Linked DNA regions of Mus musculus: all the other regions are linked to region 3. A link is a contact called in public Hi-C and promoter capture Hi-C data. All regions are on one chromosome and are shown on one strand. Each heading gives the region's core, a stretch centred on a gene start, on an enhancer-like site or on the middle of the called end of the contact. The rest is flanking DNA. Distances are from core to core; before and after follow the strand shown.

Region 1 (3,037 bases), core at 388-2,887, 850 kb after region 3:
GCTATACTACAGTTATATTTTTGTAGTCTAAATTGTCTTAATGTTTGCTGTGTTATCAATTGTCAGTGGTTTTGCATGCAATATAGTCAATCCAACAACACTTATACTGACTTCAGAAATATATCACAATTTCACCTTGAAGTAACTGGCATCCTAGTGTTGGAGGTTTACAACATCAGCATCCACACAAGAGGATGACAGGCAACCGACAAGAACAAAAGCTACCCTAAGGGCAGGATGCTTAACCTTTAAGACATGTTCATGTTATGACTGTTCCCATTTCATTAAACAGGACAATCATGGCAATGCAGTTACATAAGAGACACTCAAAGGTGAGGAGTCGTCTTGTTAGCTAGAAGGATATTCCTTTAACAAGGTGATTTCTTTCATTTCAATGTTTATTTTGGATTTATCAAATCACTTGTAGTTTCAGTAAGGCCTTACATCTTAAACCAACAGGCAAAGGCCAGCCTGGTCTACAGAATGAGTTCTAGGATAGCTAGGGCTACGCAGTGAGAAGGCCTGTCTCAAAATCCCTGCCTCCCCCCAAAATTTATTTAACTCTTTATTTTTTGCAGTTACTCCCCTTTATTCAGGCTGTTGTTACTAGCTAAATCAATATTCCTAAATGTTTCTCTTTATAAAGCTTTTCCTATTGCTTTGCAAACAAGTGACACTCTTAATATAGCACTCCTTTGAAAATAGTCTACTAGTCTTAGTAGTATCTGCAAAGAATGGAGATCTCTTTGTTGAATAGGCATATAGTATATACAAATAAGATCCTCCAGTAGGCAGGATAATGATCCCCAAGAGGAATTTGTGTCTCTAAATCCAGGAACCCATACATGTTATCTTACATGTCAAGGGGCCTTTTCTGATGTAGTTATGAGTGTACACCTGAAAATAAGATTATTCTGGTGAGCTCAAAACAAACAAACAAACAAACAAACAAACCCCCCCAAAACCCAAACCCATTGTGGAAGGCTCAGGAAATGCACTATCCTTGGCTTTGAAGAAAGAGGTCAAGCCAAGGAGTGGAGATTCTTCCACTTTCTAGGAAGGAATGCAATTTCTCTGACTTCTGGATTTTTAGCTCTACGAGACCCGTACACAGGCACAGTGGCCTAAAAAAAAAAAAAATCACAAGAATTCGACATGAAGAATACATTTGGCTTCACGAGCTTGTTCAGGAGATGTTGGGACAGGCAAAATCCATTCAGCTCGTGCGCAGAACGCTGTGCTGGAGGCAGCAGGCTGCGTGGTGTGTGCTTCTCTCTCAGGGCGAGGCACAGTCGCTGCTCTTCTCAGATGGCGAAGAAAACCGAACCCCAGGGGTTGCCTTGTTTGTGCACGAGTGAGTTACGATAAAGTAGGCAAACCCAAGAAAACGCCCTCTTAAGGCTCGCCTCCTGAAGCTCCTAGACGACAAGGCCACCACAGTGTCAATGGTCTGTGCAGGGCTCACACTGTCTTTTTCCGCCCTGGGAGGATGTCACACACCTCAGGTCGTGGACTCCCTCAGCGAAGAGGGTCGAGGTCGCCGACTAATGCCAAATCTCGCGATATTTGGGACGTTCGCGAACTGCGCGAGGCTGACCTCGTCTGGAAGGGAAGCCGCTTCCGCCCGCTGAAAGGCTAGTCCATCTTCTCGCGATATCTGGAGGGAGGCGAGCGATGGAGCGCAGAGGCGCTCGTTCTCGCGGGATTTACGGGCTCTGGCGAGCGTTGGCTGGTCGCTGAGGTGACGCCGCCGCGTCAGGCCCCACATAGCGCCCCCCGCTCCGGGCGGGCGATGCCCGGCAGCCGGCCCACGTGCCGTGCTCTCCTCGCCGCCGAGAGCGGCGGGGCTGCCGGGTGCCTGCCCCTAGCCCGATGGACATCTCCGCCCCGCAGTCCCGCGCAGACTCCCGCAAAGGTATGAGCTCCGAGCTCGCGCCTCTGCGCAGGCACACGTCTTCAGGGCACTTCCGGAAGCGGCTCCCGCGTGCTTCCTGTGATTGACAGCTGCGGGTTTCGAACTCTTGCCCCGCGGGAAGTCCTCGGCTTTGCGACTCAGCCGCCTGGACGAAAGAATTTAGTGCTGTCCCTCACAGTTACTCGCCGAGCAGTGGGAACAGACTCCTCATCTGTAAAACGAGGACTATTGCTTCTTGTGACTATTAGATGAGATGAGATGCAAGTGACTCCACTTTTGACCCTTGGCGTTCAGTAAATGTCATTTTTGTCTTTGTATATGCCAGTTATTAGTCAATAGCAGGGATCTGTTAGGTAGATGATCAAAGGCCTATTTATTTAGTTTAGTTCACTTACATGGCGTATTGAAGCAGAATTTTGCCTCTAGTAGATCACCAAGAGCTTTTGAAAGTGCAGTTATCTCACAAGCCATCAGGGATGCAGACTTGCCCTCTAGCTTTTATTAATAAAATTGATTGATATAACAGATTACAAACTTTGTGTATATGTGTGCATCAGGCATGTGAAAGTCAGAGGATAGCTTGGGTGAGTCAGTTCTCCTTATGAATTCAGAGGCTGGAATCCAGGTCAGCAGTATTAGCAGCAAGTTGGCTTACAGATGGAGTCAACCTTCAAGCCCTGACAGAACAGATTTACAACTGAGTGTTCTGTGCCCAGGAATCATTGGGTAAATCTTGCTCTTCCTTTGAGGAAGATATCTCATGAAAGTAAGCAGGTGCTCAATGCTAATTTCAGGGTAAGCAACAAACCTTGAACTCGTAGGACTAAAAATTGGTCATGTCATAATTAAGGGCCCACAAATAGAAATGCCTTTATGAATCTGACTGCTAAAGGCAAATGGTGGATCTTCTAAGTGACAGTGATGGGACTGCTATGTTTGTTCCTTGATGCTATTAGAAGATTTAGTCACTTTTGGTATTTTAGGGGGAAAATTGCTGATGGGAAGAACAGATCACTCAAGAGTGTCCAAGAAGGAAGTATGTTTCCTATGTTGGAAGCAAACAAAAAAGGCACTTTGGAATTGAGAGAGGCATCCCAATCATTAGGAGCAATACCCCCAGTC
Region 2 (3,077 bases), core at 393-2,892, 600 kb after region 3:
TGGGGAGAGAGGCTAACTGAGAAGCCACCACCAGCAGCCATGGTTTAGTACCGGGGACCTGGAGGGAGGGCCTGAGTGATCCTAGCCGAGAAGCCCAACACTAAAGAACCCCCAGGAAACGTCCCCCCTTCCCTAAGTCCTGCTCCAGCCTGTGGCCTCCTCCAGTGCCCCGGAGGCCGAGTGAAGGGCGCAAGCGCACTTAGGGACAATCTACAGCAACCGTGGTCCATCTGGCCCCGGTGTGGCTGTACGCGAGGTCCACGTGGTGAGCCCCGCAGCCAGAGTTCGGTCCACACTCTTTTCCACAGCCTTAGGAGACACCGCGGGAGCTCAGTTAGGAAATGCGGCAGCCATCTACAACTTACACTATTTGTGCTCGGAAGAGGGCGGCCACAAGGATCTTTCCTCCCTCTCCCATTCCCTCCTGGTGAACTCTTTAAAATAGCCGAGTGCACAAGGAAGAGGCCCAGGCCGGCGCCGGCGGGGGTCCTGGCTGGGCGCAGGCTGCTCTCCGGGCGGCGGAGCCCGGGGTGCTGGCCAGGGCCCCTGCGGGCCCCAGGCTAGGTGCTTGCCTTCCCCGGATTCCACACATTTCAGCCAGCCTCGTAAACACAATGAACCCGGCCGTTCCGCACACCCGTACCGAAGATTTAAGGTGGCAACTTGTTTACAACTGCCCCCCTCCCCGGCAGGCTGGGAGAAGAGGCGGCCCAAGACCTGGAAGAGAGGGGACGTCCTCTCCCGAGAATAATTTTTAAGGGAGCAGAGATTTCAAGCTCAACGAAAGCAGAACCGGCTGCCAAAAAAGGAAACCACCTTTACTTTGGCTCCCTCCCCTCTGTCTCTCTCCGCCTCTCTCCACTCCGCCTCCCCCTCAAAGAGGTTAAGAAATGTGGCAACGCCGAACTTTAGGCTGCAACCGTGGGCAGGGGCGCGGGAGAAAGGCGCTGGGGCCGAAGGCAGTGCCGCATTGCGGCCGCCCTGGAGGTGGTCCACTCAGGACGGTTTCCAAAGCTCCGGAAAAGGCACACCAGGGAGGGCGTGTGCGCGCGCACACACCACACACACGCACGCACACACACAGGCACCCCTCCACCCCCTGCGGACCTCAGACAGCCCTTTCCTCCAAAGTCCGGAGGGAGGGTTTGAATTTTTCAACCTTCACTTGTCTGCTGCTTTCTCAGGAGTGTGTGTGTGTGTCTGTGTGGCAGGGATCCCAAGGAGGAAGAAGAGGGAAAAGTGAAGAGGGAGGAGGGGACAGAAGTGCACCTTGGAAATCTGCTCCAGAGCGAAGGCGGCGTCGCAGTAGCTGGGCCGGTGCAGATAGTCCCGGTCCGGCGCGGCGCGGTGCGGTCCCCCGGTCCGTCTGCGCCTCCCGCCGCCGGCCTGCCTGCCCAGGGCCCCGGCGGCGTTACCAGCCGAGGCCATGTTGCCGCCGCCGCCGCGGGCTCCGGGCGCGCCTGGGCGCTCGGCTCGCGAGGACGCTGCTGGCCGCCGGGGACTCCGGCTCCGGGTGACAGACCCGCTGCTGCCGCTCACACGGCGGGCGCTGCGGGTGCTGCGGCCGTGGCCGCTGCCGGGGACTCAGACCCTGCGCCTTCCATTGCCACATTGCGCGTGAGTCCCGAGGTCTTTGCGGCCGCCGCTGCCCACATCCAGCTCGCGGGAAGGCGAGAGCCGGCGCTTCCAGGGCGCGCCTCGCGGTCCCCAAGTCCCCCCCAGACGTCCCCGCCCCGCGCCGCGACCCCTTCACGGCAGAAGGCGCGCGCAGACCCCCGCCGCTCGCGCCGGCTCCCTCGGCGCCCGCTGCGGGCGACGCGACGGTACCCGGCGAGTCTCAACGATGCCGGGCCGGGGCTGCCGCTGCTGCTGCTGGTGCTGCTGCGGCTGCGGCTGGAGTTGGCGGTGGCGGCTTCTGAAACGGCTGGTCGCTCTCTGGCTGCTGGGTTCGCGGTGGCTGCTCGGTCCCGGACTCTGCTTTCTTGTTCTCCTCACCGACCCGCTGGACCATTCTGCCCCCGCGCCGCGCGCTTCTTTCGCTACCGGGACCTGGGGACTCCGCTCTGTGTGTGTGCAGCGGGCAGCGGCCGCAGCAGCTCCTTGACTCAATAGATGAGATGGAAGAAGAAAAAAAAGAACTCTCTCCATTTGGAGAAAGAGGAGGAGGAGGGGAGGGGGTGGAGGGGGAAAGAGCGAGCGAAAGAGAAAAAGGCTGGAACTCCCGCCCCCGGGGCTGTCAGATGGCTTGGGTTTCTGCAACGCGATTGGCTCTTGGAGGGCAGAAATTACTCAGCAAACATGACTATTATTAGCTGCTTAGCAACAGCTCACCAAAGTAGAGAGACCACCCAGGTAGGCAACCCCCGTGTGTGCATCCCAGGCTTGGGGGTGGGGGGGCGCTCGCTCAGCGCCAACCCTCTCGCATGCAATACTTCCATTAAGGAATGCTCCCCCCTCCTTTCTTTCTTATTTCTTTTCTTTTCAACAGTGTCTTCTTTTTCGAGACGCCTTTTGCGAGCGCGCGCGCACACACACACAGACACACATACACACGCACACACTCACACGTACAGGAGCATTTGCCTCGCAATAGACATGAGGGATAGGTAATATATTTTTTTAAGCGCTTAAACAATTTCTGAGATTCCTCAAAGAAAACCCTTTTAGAGGCACTTTGGCCTCAAGCTGCAGCAAATACTGGGAGGTCCGGCTTGAATTCCCAGGCCTGCACCAATAATGACAGGGTGGTGGATAGTGCGCCAGTGTGTGCCAATTTTTTTTTCTCCTCTTTTCTTTTATAACCAAAGGCAAGACTTAGACTCTCGCAGGGAACAACGCCTCGTATTAAGATAAACAAAATGGAAAGTTAAAGAGGCGAGCAAGGATGTTGGGAAAAGCCAGCCCTTTTAAAAACCCCTCTCACTCCTCTATCGCCCCCCTCCAATACACAATACAGTCCAATTTGAAAACGTCTATAAGGAGACTCCAGACAAGTCTGCTATTTTATTTGAATTTTTAATATATAAAAAGCAAATCTTTTCAGCAGGCCAGAGAAATGGAAATGAGAGATTTCCTGA
Region 3 (3,149 bases), core at 448-2,947:
CTGTAACTCTAGCTCGGGGGGAGGGGGTGATCAGTGCCTCTGGTTTCCATGGATACTTGCACTCATGGGCATGGATCCCCACATATACATATTTTAACAATTTTTAAAATCTTTTAAAAAGGTTTGGGAGAGTTTGTGTGGACAGATATTTTTATAACCATTTCTTTTTAAGATTGGTAGGGTGTTACACACAGGCCAGCATTTTAGTGGCCAAAATGAACTAACGAGTAGTAGGGAAGGAGAGCCCCTCTCCTTAGCCTCCTCACATGCCTCTCCTCTTAGAATTGCAAGCCTGCTGAAGGCTTGGGGATGGTAACATAAGGAGTCCAAGAAGGAAAGAGTTACGGAAAGGGGAAACTGTGTGTGTGTGTGTGTGTGTGTGTGTGTGTGGTCCTACAGTGTTGGGTAACAGGAAGGCAAAGAAGTCAGGATTGAAAGATGGAACAAACCTGGTTCTCACTATAGAGTTCAACAAATCTATTCTAGCACTCACTTTCAGTAACTTTTTTTTTTGTCTAGACTTTTATCTAATCCTTCCCACCTGTCACATCAATTTCCAAATTACCTTTTATATGTATCCATTTTTCTCCATCACATCTCACCAGTCCCTTCTTTCTGTGTGCTTCATGCCCAGCACACACAGCAGCCTGCTCTGCGTTTCAAAACTAGTTCCTGTCACTCACTCTTCCCTGGCGACAGAATCCACGCTCCTTGCTTACAGTGGCCCAGAAATGTGCTGCAGGATGGGGCCTTTGGGCCTTGTTGGTTTCACCCTGTGTTCTTCAAGGGCGCCACAAGCTGCATGTACTAGGTGCTTCTGATCCTTCTAGCTGCTTTGCTCGCAGGTCTTTATAGCCTTCCCCTCTCTTCCCAGTTAAATGAGTCTCCTCAGAGGGTATTAGACCTCCTGTAGTGAAGTGGCTCTGACTTCCTTCCATTTTTCAGAGACTTACTTCCATATGTGTACCTCTAAGAACATCCATACGAGAATTAGCTGATGTGGTGCAGCTTAACTCAGTGGTTAAGAGCATTGGCTGCTGTTGCAGAAGACCTGGGTTTGGTGTACAGCACTCACGGGGTAGCTTACAACTATCTCTGCAGCTCCAGTTCCAAGGGGGTCCATTTGTACATTCGTGTACCTAGACATACATACAATTACACACCACCCCACATACTAAATGAATTTTTAAAAAGGGAATATTCTGTTGAACTATTCAGAACTTGCTTTCTCAACCAAAGATTGTCTCTACAAAGGCAAGCACAACTGGCCCACTTTTGTAGCCGCAGATACTGTAACTGTCTGTATGGCGCATAGTATGATCTTATTTAAGGCACTGTGCTGGGATGAATATGTAAAGTCCAATCATATGCTTCAGAAATGTGGAATGAAGAATAAACAGCGCACTCAGGAAGCAGAGGCAGGCTGATCTCTGAGTTCGAGGCCAGCCTGGTCTACATAGTAGGTTCCAGACCACTCAGAACTACACAGAGAGACCTGTCTCAAAGGCAAAAACGACACATTTGTATTTCAGTGAGGCGTGCGTGTAGTTCACGCGTCTGGAGTCTTGATACCGTGGCCACTAGCAGCCCTGCGCCTGCGCAGTAGCGGCCGAGGAACTGGCCTACAGGGGGTGGGAGGGGGAAGCGGCCGACCCTGGCGCGTGTTGATGACGCAATTAGTGTTTGCCTGGTAGCCCGTGGTAACCCGGAGTCTGCGGAAGTGTAGCTGCAGCAGCACCGCAGCTGAGACAGGTAACCTGCAGCTCCGGTGTCAAGCAGCCGCTCCGGGTTATGCGGACCCACGACCTCTGGTGGGGTGAGCAGGTAGGATCCGATCCGTCTTGCCCTGTGGTGAGCCAGTGGGATCCTGTTCGCCTCTTGTGAAGCGAGGCGGTGGGATCCTGTCTGACTTGTCTGGGGCGAGCCCTTGGGATGCTGTCACATAAATTGTAGCCGCAGTATTAGCGCTCAGCACTTGCGGCGACCGCTACCTGCAAAGGTGGTGCTCATGGTAGACGGAAACCACACCGGCCAGCGGAGCGGTGCTTAGAGCTGTTTTCAAAGGTGACAACTGGGCTCGTGTTGATGCTGAATTCAATTCTGATCCCTCGTGCTTTTGTTTTGTTTCCACGTGCAACTAGCGCATTCATTTCAGAAGGGTGTGTTGTGCTCCGTGTGATTTGAGAAGGCTGCTAGTGATTTCCTAGTTGGTAAAGATTAGGTTGTCCCGTATTGGGAGCTACAGAGAATAATATTGTTTACTGTCGACTTGTCTTTTAGACTCCAGGGATTGTGCCCTGCACTTACATTTCATTGTCTCCTTAGTTCATGCAGTATTGCAAGTTATGAACTATTATGTTTGCCTTACAGAGAAAATAACTGAGGCTCAGCTCCATCAAATTGACTGGGTGAAAAATTCCCAGTAACCAAAAGCAAAGGGCAAGTTTAAATTCAAGGTTATGCATGGCTTCAAGGTCTCTCTCTCTCCTCTCCTCTTCCTCCCCTTTAAAAATAACCACCATCAGTGGTCAAATTCCAGGCTTTTTACATTAGTCATATGTGATTCCATACGTTTATTCACCCATCTGACCATATGAATTGTGTGTGTAACACACACATGCACGTGTGCAATACGTGTACGCATGTGGAGACAAGGGATAACATCAACTGTGGTTTCATAGATGCTGGCCACCGTTTTTTGTTTATGTGTTTTTGAGACAGGTTCTCTCACTGGCCTAGAGCTTGCCAGGTAGATTGGTTTAGCCAGCAACTCTTGAAAATGCCCGCCTCTATCTCCCCAGCACTGGAATCACAGACCTGAAACTTTCCACTCAGGTTCTGGGGACCGAACTTGCGTCCTCGTGCTTACACAGCAGGTGGTTTTCAGCCTGAGATGCCGCCGAAGCAGCAGCAGCAGCTGCTTCTTCTTCTTCTTCTTCTTCTTCTTCTTCTTCTTCTTCTTCTTCTTCTTCTTCTTGATTCATTTATTTATTTTATGTATATGTGTACACCAGTGCTCTCTTCAGACACACCAGAAGAGGACACCAGATCCCATTACAGACGGTTGTGAGCCACGATGTGGTTGCTGGGAATTGAAACCAGGACCAGTGGAAGAGCAGTCGGTGGTCAGTGCTCTCAACCGCTGAGCC

Evidence for each region. A called contact is a pair of places that touch in the nucleus more often than the background predicts. Capture Hi-C pulls out chosen DNA fragments and counts their contacts.
Region 1: a promoter capture Hi-C map of adipose tissue shows a contact between it and region 3, with 3 times the contacts expected there. The contact joins the promoter of Ercc6l2 here to the promoter of Aopep in region 3. A contact is called at or near these places in 3 of 39 promoter capture datasets (liver, pre-B cells and second pharyngeal arch cranial neural crest), 2 of 484 Hi-C or Micro-C datasets (CD4 T cells and natural killer cells), 2 of 115 datasets of contacts at active chromatin or transcription factors (extraembryonic endoderm stem cells and pancreatic cancer cells) and 2 of 9 other capture datasets (adipose tissue and liver).
Region 2: a contact with region 3 is called in a Hi-C map of pre-B cells, with 2.9 times the contacts expected there. The contact joins the promoter of Ptch1 here to the promoter of Aopep in region 3. A contact is called at or near these places in 7 of 39 promoter capture datasets (the C10 cell line, cranial neural crest, hippocampal neurons and 3 more), 3 of 484 Hi-C or Micro-C datasets (CD4 T cells, CD8 T cells and pre-B cells), 3 of 115 datasets of contacts at active chromatin or transcription factors (large pre-B cells, memory CD8 T cells and pancreatic cancer cells) and 2 of 9 other capture datasets (adipose tissue and liver).

What each region holds. Positions count from the first base shown.
Region 1 is chr13:63,813,603-63,816,639 of GRCm38.p6, forward strand. Ercc6l2 (excision repair cross-complementing rodent repair deficiency, complementation group 6 like 2) reads left to right here and starts at 1,638. Exons shown (of 19, transcript NM_001013608.3): 1 at 1,638-1,915. The coding sequence starts at 1,873.
Region 2 is chr13:63,564,093-63,567,169 of GRCm38.p6, forward strand. It overlaps Ptch1 (patched 1), which reads right to left and starts at 1,643. Exons shown (of 24, transcript NM_008957.3): 1 at 1,270-1,643. The coding sequence starts at 1,428. RefSeq lists an enhancer at 2,202-2,381.
Region 3 is chr13:62,963,196-62,966,344 of GRCm38.p6, forward strand. It overlaps Aopep (aminopeptidase O), which reads left to right and starts at 1,698. Exons shown (of 16, transcript NM_001289926.1): 1 at 1,698-1,824.